Linked DNA regions of Oryctolagus cuniculus: region 1 is linked to region 2. A link is a contact called in public Micro-C data. All regions are on one chromosome and are shown on one strand. Each heading gives the region's core, a stretch centred on a gene start, on an enhancer-like site or on the middle of the called end of the contact. The rest is flanking DNA. Distances are from core to core; before and after follow the strand shown. Region 1 holds the start of PARP3 (poly(ADP-ribose) polymerase family member 3). Region 2 holds the start of POC1A (POC1 centriolar protein A).

Region 1 (5,668 bases), core at 3,047-5,546, 170 kb before region 2:
CCGAGGACAAGGGTCCAGGTGAGTCCTAGCTGGCTGGCACTTGGCCTGGCGCTGCTGGAGTTCGTGTTGTCCCCCTCACGCCCCAGTCCCTGGGCCGGCGGAAGACCCGAGCTTCACTCACACACAGGTCCTACTTTGACCTGATTCTGGAAGCTGGAAGACATCCTGGGGACCACGTCCTCTGCGCACAGACCTGCACGTACCCGTCACTCATGACCTCACTCCCGCCCCAGAAGGGACCTCGCAAACTCTCAGGACAGCCAAGGCCAGACCACGCCCCAGATGCCGGGTATCCAGCCTGCCTTTGACCTCTCCCCTGTACAGCCAAGGTCGGGACTTCTACCCAGCAGCCCCAAACGCACTATTCTTGTTCAGGGATTCACGCATGGGAGGCAGAACTCTAAAGGAAAGCAAGGGAAAGACACACTGCAGATTCCATTCACGGGGCATTCGGATAAGACAAAACTCGGGACAGCGGTTAGCGGGGGCCGGGGGTGATGAAATCCACCAGCATCTTCATGATGGCAGCAGCGACACGACCGCGTGTGCCGTCAGAACTCAGAGTTCACTGAGAAAGGTGGGTGTCACTGCATACACATTACACCCAAATGGGGCCTTTAAAACTCTTTTATAATAAAAGAAGAAAACAAATGATTAAGCCAAGTCAGAAATGACAGCTGGGGCTTGTATGTTTCTGCAAATGTTCTAGTTCTGAACCTAAATGGTAGATGCACAGGATTCCAACGCTTTATCATTTCTCTCTCCAACACAAATACACTCTTCTGTATTAACACATTCCACAGTACATCTTTCTTTTTTTTTTTTTTAAAGATTCATTTATTTTACTTGAAAGAGTTACAGAGAGGCAGAGGCAGAGGCAAAAGAGAGAGAGACAAAGGTCTACCATCTGCTGGTTCACTTCCCAAATGGCCACAATGGCTGGGGATGAACCAATCCCAAGCCAGGAGGTTTTTCCAAGTCTCCCATATGGGTACAGGGGCCCAAGGACTTGGGCCATCTTCTGCTGCTTTCCCAGGCCACAGCAGAGAGCTAGATCAGAAGTGGAGCAGCCAGGATGTGAACTGGGGCACATATGGGATGCCAGCACAGCAGACAGTGGCTCTACCCACTATGCCACAGCACCAGCCCCCACAGTACAACTTTTAAAAATACTAGAGGGGGGCCAGCGCTGCGGCTCACTAGGCTAATCCTCTACCTTGCAGCACCGGCACATGGGGCGCCGGATTCTGTCCCGGTTGCCCCTCTTCCAGGCCAGCTCTCTGCTGTGGCCCAGGAGGGCAGTGGAGGATGGCCCAAGTACATGGGCCCTGCACCCCATGGGAGACCAGGCTAAGTGCCTGGCTCCTGCCATCGGATCAGCACGGTGCGCTGGCTGCAGCGGCCATTGGAGGGTGAACCAACAGCAAAGGAAGACCTTTCTCTCTGTCTGTCTCTCTCACTGTCCACTCTGCCTGTAAAAAAAAAAAAAAAAAAAAAAACTAAAAATACTAGAGGGGGCCGGTGCTGCGGCTCACTTGGCTAATCCTCCACCTGCGGCGCCAGCACCCCGGGTTCTAGTCCTAGTTGGGGTGACAGATTCTGTCCTGGTAGCTCCTCTTCCAGTCCAGCTCTCTGCTGTGGCCTGGGAAGGCAGTGGAGGATGGCCCAAGTGCTTGGGCCCTGCATCTGCATGGGAGACCAGGAGGAAGCACCTGGCTACTGGCTTCGGATCGGCGCAGCACGCTGGCCATAGTGGCCATTTAGGGGGTGAACCAACAGAAAAGGAAGACCTTTCTCTCTGTCTCTCTCTTTCTCACTGTCTAACTCTGCCTGTCAAAAAAAAAAAAAAAAAAAAAGAAAGAAAGAAAAAAGAAAAGAAAGAAAGAAAAAAGAAAAGAAAGAAAGAAAAAAAAAATACTAGAGGGGCCGTATTTAAAAATACTGGAGTGCCCTGGATGCTCCTCTTCCAATCCAGCTCCCTGCTATGGCCTGGGAAAGCAAGAGATGGCCCAAGTGCTTGGGTCCCTGCACCTGTTTGGGAGATCTGGAAGAAGCTCCTGGGTCCGGGCTTTGGATCAGCCCAATCCCAGCCCCTGCAGGGATTTAAAGAGTGAACCAGCAGATGGAAGACTTCTCTCTCTCCACATCTGCCTCTGCCTCTTGTAACTCTTTCAAATAAATAAACCTTTAAAAAATAAGAGGACTAATTAAAAAAAAAATACAAAGACACGCACGGGGGACAGGCATTGTGGCACAGTGGGTTAAGCGGCTGCCTGCAGTGCAGGCATCCCACATGGGCACCAACTGAGTCCCAGCTACTCCACTTCCCATCCAGATCCCTGTCAACATTCCTGGGAAAGTCCTTGGGCCCCTGCCAGCCACGTGCAGACCCGGATGGAGCTCCAGGCTCCTGGCTTTGGACTAGCCTAACCCTGGTCATTGTGGCCACTTGATGAGTGAGCCAGCAGGTGGACAGAAGATCTCTCTACTTCTCTCTCTGTAACTCTTCCTTTCAAACAAATAAATAAATCTTAGAAAGAAAAGCACAGTAAGCTTTCCTGGGAACACGTACTCAATTTCAGAAGCAGACTTTCTAAATCCCACTCAGCAGGAAGGCACCAGGAGCCCCTGGTGCGGCCGTCTGCAGCACCCGCAACACAGCAACCACCCCAACACCTGCGGAGGAGGGGGCTTCCAGCGCCTCCCTGCCTGGATTCTCCCACCGCCCTCTCCACACTCCCGTTCTGCCCCCAGGGTTTTCTCCAAGCCCAGAACAAGAGACTCCTCCTCCTCTCCCAGGCCCTACTTAAAAGTCCTTCCTCTGCTCCCAGAACACAAGGCGGGAAGACACTGGTCCCCTCTTCACCTGTCTGCTCAGCTCCATACCCCGAGCAGCGACGCCAGTGCCTGGCTTGTTAAGGGTCAAGACAGACGAGAAACTGTGAAACTGTGAAAAACACAATCAAGAACCACCGAGCACTCCCCGGGCCTGTCAGTCCAGCCCTGCACTGAACTCCCTGCCATGCATCGGGGAGGCGTCTCCCTGAGCCCTGGGGTCCTCTCCACAGGGACCCCTCAAAAAAGACGGCACTTCAGAGGGTCAGAAATCGGAGGCGCAGCTCTCCCTGGGCTCACTGAGTCTCCCGCACACCGCGGGCCTCAGTTTCCCCTTCCGCTCACCTCTCGCTCTCGGAGTCGCTGGAGATCTCCTCATTCATCTTGCCTCCACCTTTGGACTTGCCCCTGTCCCCCGCAGAGTCTGCCTGGGAATTACAGGACCCTTTCTTTGGTCTGCGGTCCCGAACACCCCGGCACTGACCAAGGGCGCCTCCGGTCCCTCTAACGGCCCGGGACTGGGGAAGGCGTTGCCTCCCGTCCCTGGTCAAGCGCCAGGGTTTCCAGGACTCGGGCCGATAAGGGAAGGACGAGGCTGATTCCGGCCAGGGTCCTGCGCGAAGGGCTGGGGAGGGGCCCGGGTTCGCGTCCCCCGGATGGGACGACTGCTGAGCTGTCCCGGTAGCCGGACGGACCGCAGCTCACCTTTCGGCGTCTTTTGCCGGGGCCAGCACCGGCTCCGCTCCCCAACGCAGACTTTCCCCGCTTCCGAGACGCCGCTGTTGCCGACATGCTGCCTGCCGTGTGTGTTCCAGCGCCCGCTAGAGAACTCACGTGGCAGCTAAGCCCCGGCCTCGCCGCAACACCCGGAGCCTTCATAGGCTTCCACTGTTCGGCAGGCCACGCCCCCCGCGGGGTCCATTGGGCCTTTTGGCCGCTTTGCCACGCCCCTGAGCGCCATTGGATATATCGCTGTGGCCACGCCTCCGAGAGAGCCTATAGCTTCCCGCTCCTGGCTTGAGTAGGAAGCACGCCTGTCCCCGGAGCTTCCGGCCTGAGGCCGGGGAGCATGCGCTCTTCAGCTGGCTGATTTCTCAAGAGGGGGTCGAACCAGAAGCGCTGTCTCTGCGTCCTCTGACCGCTTGGGGGCGCCAGAGATGCGGGATTCCGCGTTCTGGAGCGTGACTCCTCCCTGTTTGGGGTAAACTAATCCGGCGTTAAACTAGTGGGGATCCAAGCAGCCCTAGAGAGACAGTGCCCAAGGTCACTGGGCAGCCGGTGAACACGTGCCGCAGGTCCCAGGCCAGATGAGCAACGCCAAGGCTGCATCAGACCCGTGAGCCTTGGATGTGTCTAGATCAGTGTCCACCCATCTGCAGGAGAGGCCAGAGACCCGAGCCAGCCCCAGGCTCTGATTCATCCCCCTTGTGGCCAAATAGTTGGCATTCTACCCTCCGCCCAGTTCTTCCCCTCTTGTGACTGTTGGGAAGTCTCTGGCTGAGTCATGTCTCAGCTCCTCAAGGGCCACTTAGAAGTGTTCACAGACCTGTGACTGCCTGAGAGAGCCTGCAGCCACCTCCCCCTGTCCCTGCCTCTCTTAGGTGAGTGCCTTGTGGGCCTGCCCACAGGCCTGGGCAGGGCAGGGGTGGGCAGGGCAGGGGTGGAGTAGGACCTGCTTCTGCCCTGCGACAGTGCCAGGCCCCTGATCGAAACCCAAGAATTCTTGACTCCTCGGGTAAGAGGCTTCTGGACCACTGGTCCCAAGCTCTGGGGGACAGATCTGGCCTCAGGAGAGCTGCCCCCTAGAGGCGCTGCCCACCTCCCCACCCCTCCATAGCTCTGGTGAAAGCCCAGCTGGTGGCCAGGGGGAGGGGCAGCCGGTACCCAGACGGTGCTGTGATCCGGGAAGAACCAAGTGGGAGGGAGAGACTTTCACTTTCCCTTTGGCCTCAGGCGCTGTCGGGAAGCTGGGCGGGGGGGGGGGGGGGGGGGCAGCTGCCTCCCTGATGCTGACCAGAGTGGGTGGGCGGGACAGGGCCCTGAGCCTGCACTTGTGCCTGGGAAAGGGGCTATCTGAGGTGCAGAGGCTCGGATGGGATGGGCACAGTGAAGCAGAGAGGGAAGCGGTGGGGGCTCCAGGATGGGGCACGGTAGTGCCATGAGGCCAGGCACCGGGCGGCAGCCAGGGAGGCCTGAGGGTGCCTGCTGTGGCCCAGGACTGTCATATGGCTCCAAAGCGCAAGCCCCCGCCACAGCCTGCAGGCCCCCAGAAGAAGGGGCGCCCGGAGGCAGGCGAGGAAGACAGCTTCCGCTCCACCGCCGAGGCCCTCAGGGCCGCGCCCACAGAGAAGCGCGTGATCCGCGTGGACCCCACCTGTCCACTCCGCCACAACCCCGGGACCCAGGTGAGCCACAGTCCCAGACGCCAGGCTGCCACTTGCTCCCTCCTAAGCACAAACCCTCTCCCCGGGGGAGCCCAGTTCTGCCCTGTGGCTCAAGGCCCCTCAGGGAGCCCCAGAGCCAGGCCATGTCCCCCCGCCCCGAGGTCAGGGCTGTCCCCCATGGGTCCAGTAGGTCACGTGTGCCTGCAGAGCCCCGGCAGGCTCCCCAGGGCCCAGCCACATCCGTCCAGCACTCCCCCAACCCCCACGCCGGGCTTGAGCCTTGTCCTCAGGACTCTGTCCTCTCGGCCAGCACCATGCCCGCCCCATCCGGCCCTTCCTGGACAGACCCTTCTCTGACGCCCAGTGTGGCTGGTCCTTCTGTCCCCATCAGGGCCCACCAGCAGCCCCCACCCCCTCTCGCAGGTGCACGAGGACTACGATTGCACCCT
Region 2 (5,931 bases), core at 749-3,248:
ACGGCTGCGGAGCTCGGGGCTTCAGCAGCACACAGCGAGGACGGCGGGACGACACCGTGCGTGTACTCAAGCACGGCCTTGTATACTTTCAAGCCTGAGTTTTACGGCACATGGGTAGTAACTCAAGAAAGTCATTTTTTAAAAAAAGCCTAGAGGGGCCACACTGAGGTATAGTGGACCAAGCCTCCGCTTACAGCGCTGGCATCCCAAATGGGCGCCAGTTCGAGTCCTGGCTGTTCCTCTTCCAATCAGCTCCCTGCTTATGGCCTGGGAAAAGAGCAGAAGATGGCCCAACTGCTTGGGCCCCTGCATCCACGCGGGAGACCAGGAAAGCTCCTGGCTCCTGACTTTGAATCAGCACAGCTTCGGACATTGTAGCTGTCTGAGGAATGAATCAGAGGATGGAAGATCTCTCTCTCCGTCTCTCCCTCTCAAACAAATAACTAAATCTTTAAAAGAAAAAAAGAACGTTTAAAGACAGAAAATGAGCCTTTTAGCACCTCCCACCCCAAGAATTGGATCTTACACACTTGCACCTACTTGGACCAGCCAGGAAGCTCGAAGGTCAGTCCTGGACAGGCTGGGGGTGGTGGCACAATCTACCCACCATCAGAGAAATAAATAGGGCCTTGGGGGGACAACGGAGAGGCTATTCCAGGGACACTGCCAGCCAGCAGCGGCTTGTGTCTCAGCACCTGAAGGGTCAGACGTGCCCCCAGCCCAAGCATGAGAAACCTCTAAGAAGCACCTGGGGCGGTCCAGGGAGCCCAGCGGAAGACTCCTCTTGGGAAACAAAGTCCCTGACACAGAGCAAAGCCACCACGGCTCCACAGGGCTGAAGCACAAAGGCCCCAGGAGCCCTGTGCCCAGCCCCGCCCCCTGAAACACCTGGCATGAGTACCCTTTCAACAGCAGGGGGAGTGGCAGCGGGGGAAGGGCCTCCAACAACCACAGCGGCTCCATTCCGCCTCCTGCCCTCCCAGCGCCTCTCAGAACACGGGTAAGAGAGCTCACCCCTGGGCTCACAGGCAGAGCCAAGTTCATCGGCCCGTCAAGTCTCCCTCTGCAGCTGCCTGCCCGCCAGGCCTCCTCTCCCCCAAGGTGGTTTATATATGAGGTCGACGTAGTGAGAGCATCCGATTAGAGGTCAACCGGTCTGGATCCTACTCTGGGCCCTCTACCAAGTCCTTGGACGCCTAAAGGAGCTACAGGCTACTACCCAGCCAGAGGACAGGCCCATCTCAAGAACTCTCTCAGCAAGACCGGCTCTGGAGAGCTCCTCTATGGCCAAGGTCATATTGCAGGCCTGGGCCGTCCCACGCACCCCAAGGGCCAGCTGTCCACACCCGCGGAGGTGGAGAGCACCTTCAACAACACTCCATCCAGCCGCCCGGCTCCGGATCACACCGGAGTCGAGCCTCGCGAAGATGCAGACCCTGGAGGCAGGGATTCTGTTCGCTCCAGCAGCCCGGCACAGGGTCCCCGGTAGTGCCCACCCAGCGCCCCCGTAGAGACGGTAAACAGACTAGAGAAGATCGACTCGGAACCCGGTCCCCCTCTCGCAGTCGTCTCTCCCGCAGGCCAGGCTCCCAACAGCCTGGAGTGGAGACGAAGGACCGGGCGGTCGCTAGAGGGGACTCACCAGGCTGGGCGCGGCCATGGCAGGGCTGGCGCGGCCACCGGCGCCGGAGAAGCCGGAGGCGGAGTGAAGGCCGTTGCGGCCGGTTCAGTTTCCGCGCCCCCAACCGCCGCCAATAGCAACGCCGGGCGCGTCGCAGCGCCCCACCCACCGCAATTAAAGGGGAAGCTCCTCAGCTTCTTGGCCCCTGACGCAACTAGAACTGTAAAGCTGGAACCACGGCCTCGGAAACCAGGCCAGGAAACCCCCGGACGCTGCCAGCAAATGCCTCTGCCCGCCGCCACTCATTCCTCCTGAAAAGTTAAAAAGCCCAGGACGAGGGCTCTCCCCACCGGCCTGGCGCCCGGATGACGTAAGGGAGCGCAGTCTTCTGGGAAATGTAGTTCCAAAGCCGCGCCGCGCCCTCGTGTGTGGAGGAAGGTGGAAACACATTTCCCAAGATGCCGTGGGGGCGAGCGGGGTTTACTACTCAGAGCGCGGGCCGAAGGATCCCGGAAGTGGATGACTGGTGTGGGCCTGTGTCTGTGTGGCTTTAAAGCGCTTCTTGCCTCGCGGCCGGGTTTTCACGCGAGAAATTGCGATGCAATTACTCGCCCCTATGGAATTCTAAATGGCTCACTCCTCCGAACGTGAAGGACTCCTGTCATCCAAAAGAATGCGAATCACCGGAAATCGCAACTATAGGGTGGAGAGGTCTGAATTCAGTTCTCAGTTCTCGCCCCAGTTCCTTGTATGAGCTCAGGGGAAAACGCCTCTGCTGTGTAGGCCCGCCTTCCCTTTTGTAATCCGAGAGAGTGGTGCAGCCGGGCAAGCGGCCTTCACCCTGAAAAGCTGTTGTAAATTATACTTCTGGGGGCCGGTGCTGTAGCGGAGGGGGTACAGCCACCACCTGCGCCGCCAGGTTCCACCAGGTTCCGCCGGGTTCAGGTCTTGGCTGCTCCACTTCCGATCCAGCTCCCTGCTAATGGCCTGGGAAAGCAGTAGAAGATGGCCCAAGTGCTTGGGCCCCTGCACCCTCGTGGGAGACCTGGATACGGCTCCTGGCTCCTGGCTTTGGTCTGGCCCAGCCCTGACTGTTGTGGCCATTTGGGGAGTGAGACAGTGGATGAACAATCTCTCTCTCCCTCTCTCTCTCTCTCTCTCTCTCTCTCTCTCTCTCTCAACTCTGCCTTTCAGATAAATAAAATAAATCTTAAAAATAGATGAATAAATTACACTTTTAAAAGGAGACAGTCCCAGGACCTGGCCACCAGGGGTCGTCCTTTCTCGCCGAACTGTCTCTTGCTCTTTCCTCTGCCTCACGATGGACATATTCCCAATCTGCAATTGGCCTGAGCCGGATGTTTTGCAAGATTCAGGAATCTTCCATCATCTCTCCTGGCCAACTTGTCAAGACTCCAACACTGATTAGGATCTGGCCATGTTCTGAGGTTATCGCTACTGAAACCAAAGACTGTGTGTCCCTGGGTCTGCAATTCTGGGCAGGTTCAATAAACTCTGAAACCAATACATGAAGGGAGCTGGCATTCAGACCTGCAACAGCCAAAACAAGAAAGCAGATAACATTTAATCGCTTCTTTGTGATTTGGCATTGAACTCGTTCCTTTATGTTGGAGATTTAACTTAGACACTCAAATCCTTGAAACAAGCGTAGTTGTTCGCTCACACTGAAACTTCAATACTGTTAAGTTCTCAAGACTTCCCACCAACATCCACATTTTACTGGTTGTTCTGTTGCCTGCCAGCCAAACACTGGGGTGGGAGTGGGCATTACGGAATAAATGAAGATTGGCATGTATTGGGTGCAGCAGCTCTACTTCTGATCCAGCTTCCTGCCGATAATGTCTAGGAAGGCAGCAGAAGAGAGACCAACTACTTGGGCCACCGCCACTCACGTGGGAGACCTGGATGGAGTTCCTGGCTCCTGGCTTCAGCTTGACCCACACATAGCTGTGGCGGCCATTTGGAGAATGAGTCAGCACATGAAAAAAAAGCTCGCTCGCTTGCACGCTAGCTCTCTCTCTCCCTCTTTCCCTCCCTCTCCCTTTCTTTCTGTTGCTCTGCTTTTCAAGTAAATAATTCTTTTTATTAAACAAAAACAATAAATAAAAACAAAAACCTGACCATTAAACTAGAGAATTATTTTATTGTTGTTAGGTAGAGTTTCAGGTTTTAGCTATGGAATACCGCTGGCCTACAGAAGCTTGTACTGTAGAAAACTGAATTTATGGGTCCAGTGCTGTGGCTCAGTGGGTTAAAGCCCCAGTCTGCAGTGCCAGCATCCCATATGGGTGCCAGTTCGAGTCCTGACTGCTCCACTTCCCATCCAGCTCTCTGCTGTGGCCTGGGAAAGCAGTAGAGGATGACTCAAGTCCTTGGGCCCCTGCACCCGCGTGGGAGACCTGGAGGAAGCTCTAGGTTCCTGGCTTTGGACTGGCCCAGCTCCGGCCACTGTGGTCATTTGGGGGGCGAACCAGCGGATAGAAGACCTCTCTCTCTCTCTCTCTCTCTCTCTCTCTGCCTCTCTGTAACTCTGCCTTTCAAATAAACAAATAAATCTAAAAAGAAAAGAAAACTGAATTTAGAGAAACTATGTAAAATGCTTCTCAAATGCCAAGTTTGTAACTGGGAGATTTGTCAAGGGGCTGGAGAACTCTTCAAACTTCCCTACAGCAGGGAGGTCTGCGTCCTGGTACAAAGCCCACAGGCAAGTTCCCCTGCAAGAGCCTGTCAGGGGACCCAGCCCTGCGGTACAGAGGACTCAGCCTCTGGCTGCAGCACCGGCATCCCATGTGGGCGCTGGTTCAAGTCCTGGCTGCCCCACTTCCCATCCAGCTCTCTGCTATGGCCTGGGACAGCAGTAGGAAATGGCCCAAGTCCTTGAGCCCCTGTACCCATGTGGGAGACCCAGAAGAAGCTCCTGGCTCCTGGCTCCTGGCTCCTGGCATTGGATCGGCGTGGCTCGGTCATTGTGGCCATCTGGGAGTGAACCAGTGGATGGAAGATCTCTCTCTCTGCCTCTGCCTCTCTGTAACTCTACCTTTTTTCAAATAAATACAATAAAATTATTATAAATTATTATAAAATATTTTAAATGCAATAAAAATGCTTTAAAAATTGTCATCCTTTCACCACTCTCCAACCCATTTCCCAAGGCCACCCAAGGGTAGGACAGAGAAAGGAGCTGGAAAGACAGGGTTCACACCCGCTACCTAGCTCGGCCCAGCCTACACCTGGAAAGCCCCATGTGTCACCAGTCAGCCCTGCACCTGCCAGTGGCCTGCTCAGGCTTTCCCAGGGTCAGGCAGATCTGGGGATGAATCTGGCCGGCCCCTTGTCACCTCCGAGCTGGGGTGAGCTAGCAGGAATCACACCACCTGTTCCAGCCTCCGTGTTCTCAATTATAACATAATCGTAATGCTATGCCTACCTACTATGATGGGGGAGGGGAGCTTCCCATGAGCTTTCATTTCATGTCAGAGCTTGATGTTGCGCTGTCACTCAGAAGCGTGTGACTTCATGCGTTCTCTGCTCCGACAGTCTGAGTCAGCACTTCTCTGCCTCTGCTCCACTCACTCTCCCCAGCTCTTTCTGCCCAGCCCTACCGGCCTCCACCCTGTGTCTTGAAGAGCGATGGCTCTTGCACTGGCTATTGTGCCGGTGTCCACGTGGCTCCATCCATCACCAGGGCTGTGCTCAGATGTCACCCTTCTGTAACCTTCCCTGACCCCCTACTTACAATGTCATCCAGCCCTCCCTTTCTCTACTTCGCTTTCCTCCGGTGACTTGTTGTGTTGTGTTCTACCGAAGGAAGCTCCAGGGGACAGACGTGACTGTACCCCCGCACGCAGCAGGGGCTCAGACACAGCCAGTGGTGCCATAAATATTTGCCGAATAAATAGATGAATCATGGCCAGATAGCACATACAATGTCATCGGGTCTGCAATGGGCAGAGCCGGTTGTCGACTGGACAGGTTGGGGAGGGACGAGTGTAATTAGGACATCTGAGCCATGAAGCATGAATGGGGCCCACGTGCAGGCAGGAGAGGGAAGGAGAGGCAAGCTGGGTGCTGGGTGTTGGGTGCTGGGGACAGACTGGGCAAAGATCTGAGATGGGACAAACATGGGTATCTGAGGAACAGAGACAAGAAAGATAGGCCAGGAGTGAGGCCAGCACGTAGGGCTGCAGGTGCAGGCAAGATCCCTGGAGACCGGTCTCAAAGTGGCCACATGTGCCTTCTTAGGGGTGGGACGAGTCAAAAGAGAACCTCCTGGGGCTTTGGCACCGGGC

Evidence for each region. Hi-C and Micro-C count contacts between places; a contact is called where the count stands out from the background.
Region 1: a Micro-C map of ear pinna shows a contact between it and region 2, with 3 times the contacts expected there. The contact joins the promoter of PARP3 here to the promoter of POC1A in region 2. A contact is called at or near these places in 3 of 6 Hi-C or Micro-C datasets (ear pinna, psoas muscle and an unstated tissue).

What each region holds. Positions count from the first base shown.
Region 1 is chr10:97,712,250-97,717,917 of mOryCun1.1, reverse strand. It overlaps PARP3 (poly(ADP-ribose) polymerase family member 3), which reads left to right and starts at 4,296. Exons shown (of 11, transcript XM_008260744.4): 1 at 4,296-4,436; 2 at 5,052-5,240; 3 at 5,643-5,668. The coding sequence starts at 5,061. RRP9 (ribosomal RNA processing 9, U3 small nucleolar RNA binding protein) reads right to left here and starts at 3,759. Exons shown (of 15, transcript XM_002713229.5): 1 at 3,541-3,759; 2 at 3,181-3,263. The coding sequence starts at 3,714.
Region 2 is chr10:97,535,644-97,541,574 of mOryCun1.1, reverse strand. POC1A (POC1 centriolar protein A) reads right to left here and starts at 1,998. Exons shown (of 11, transcript XM_051852358.2): 1 at 1,643-1,998. The coding sequence starts at 1,660.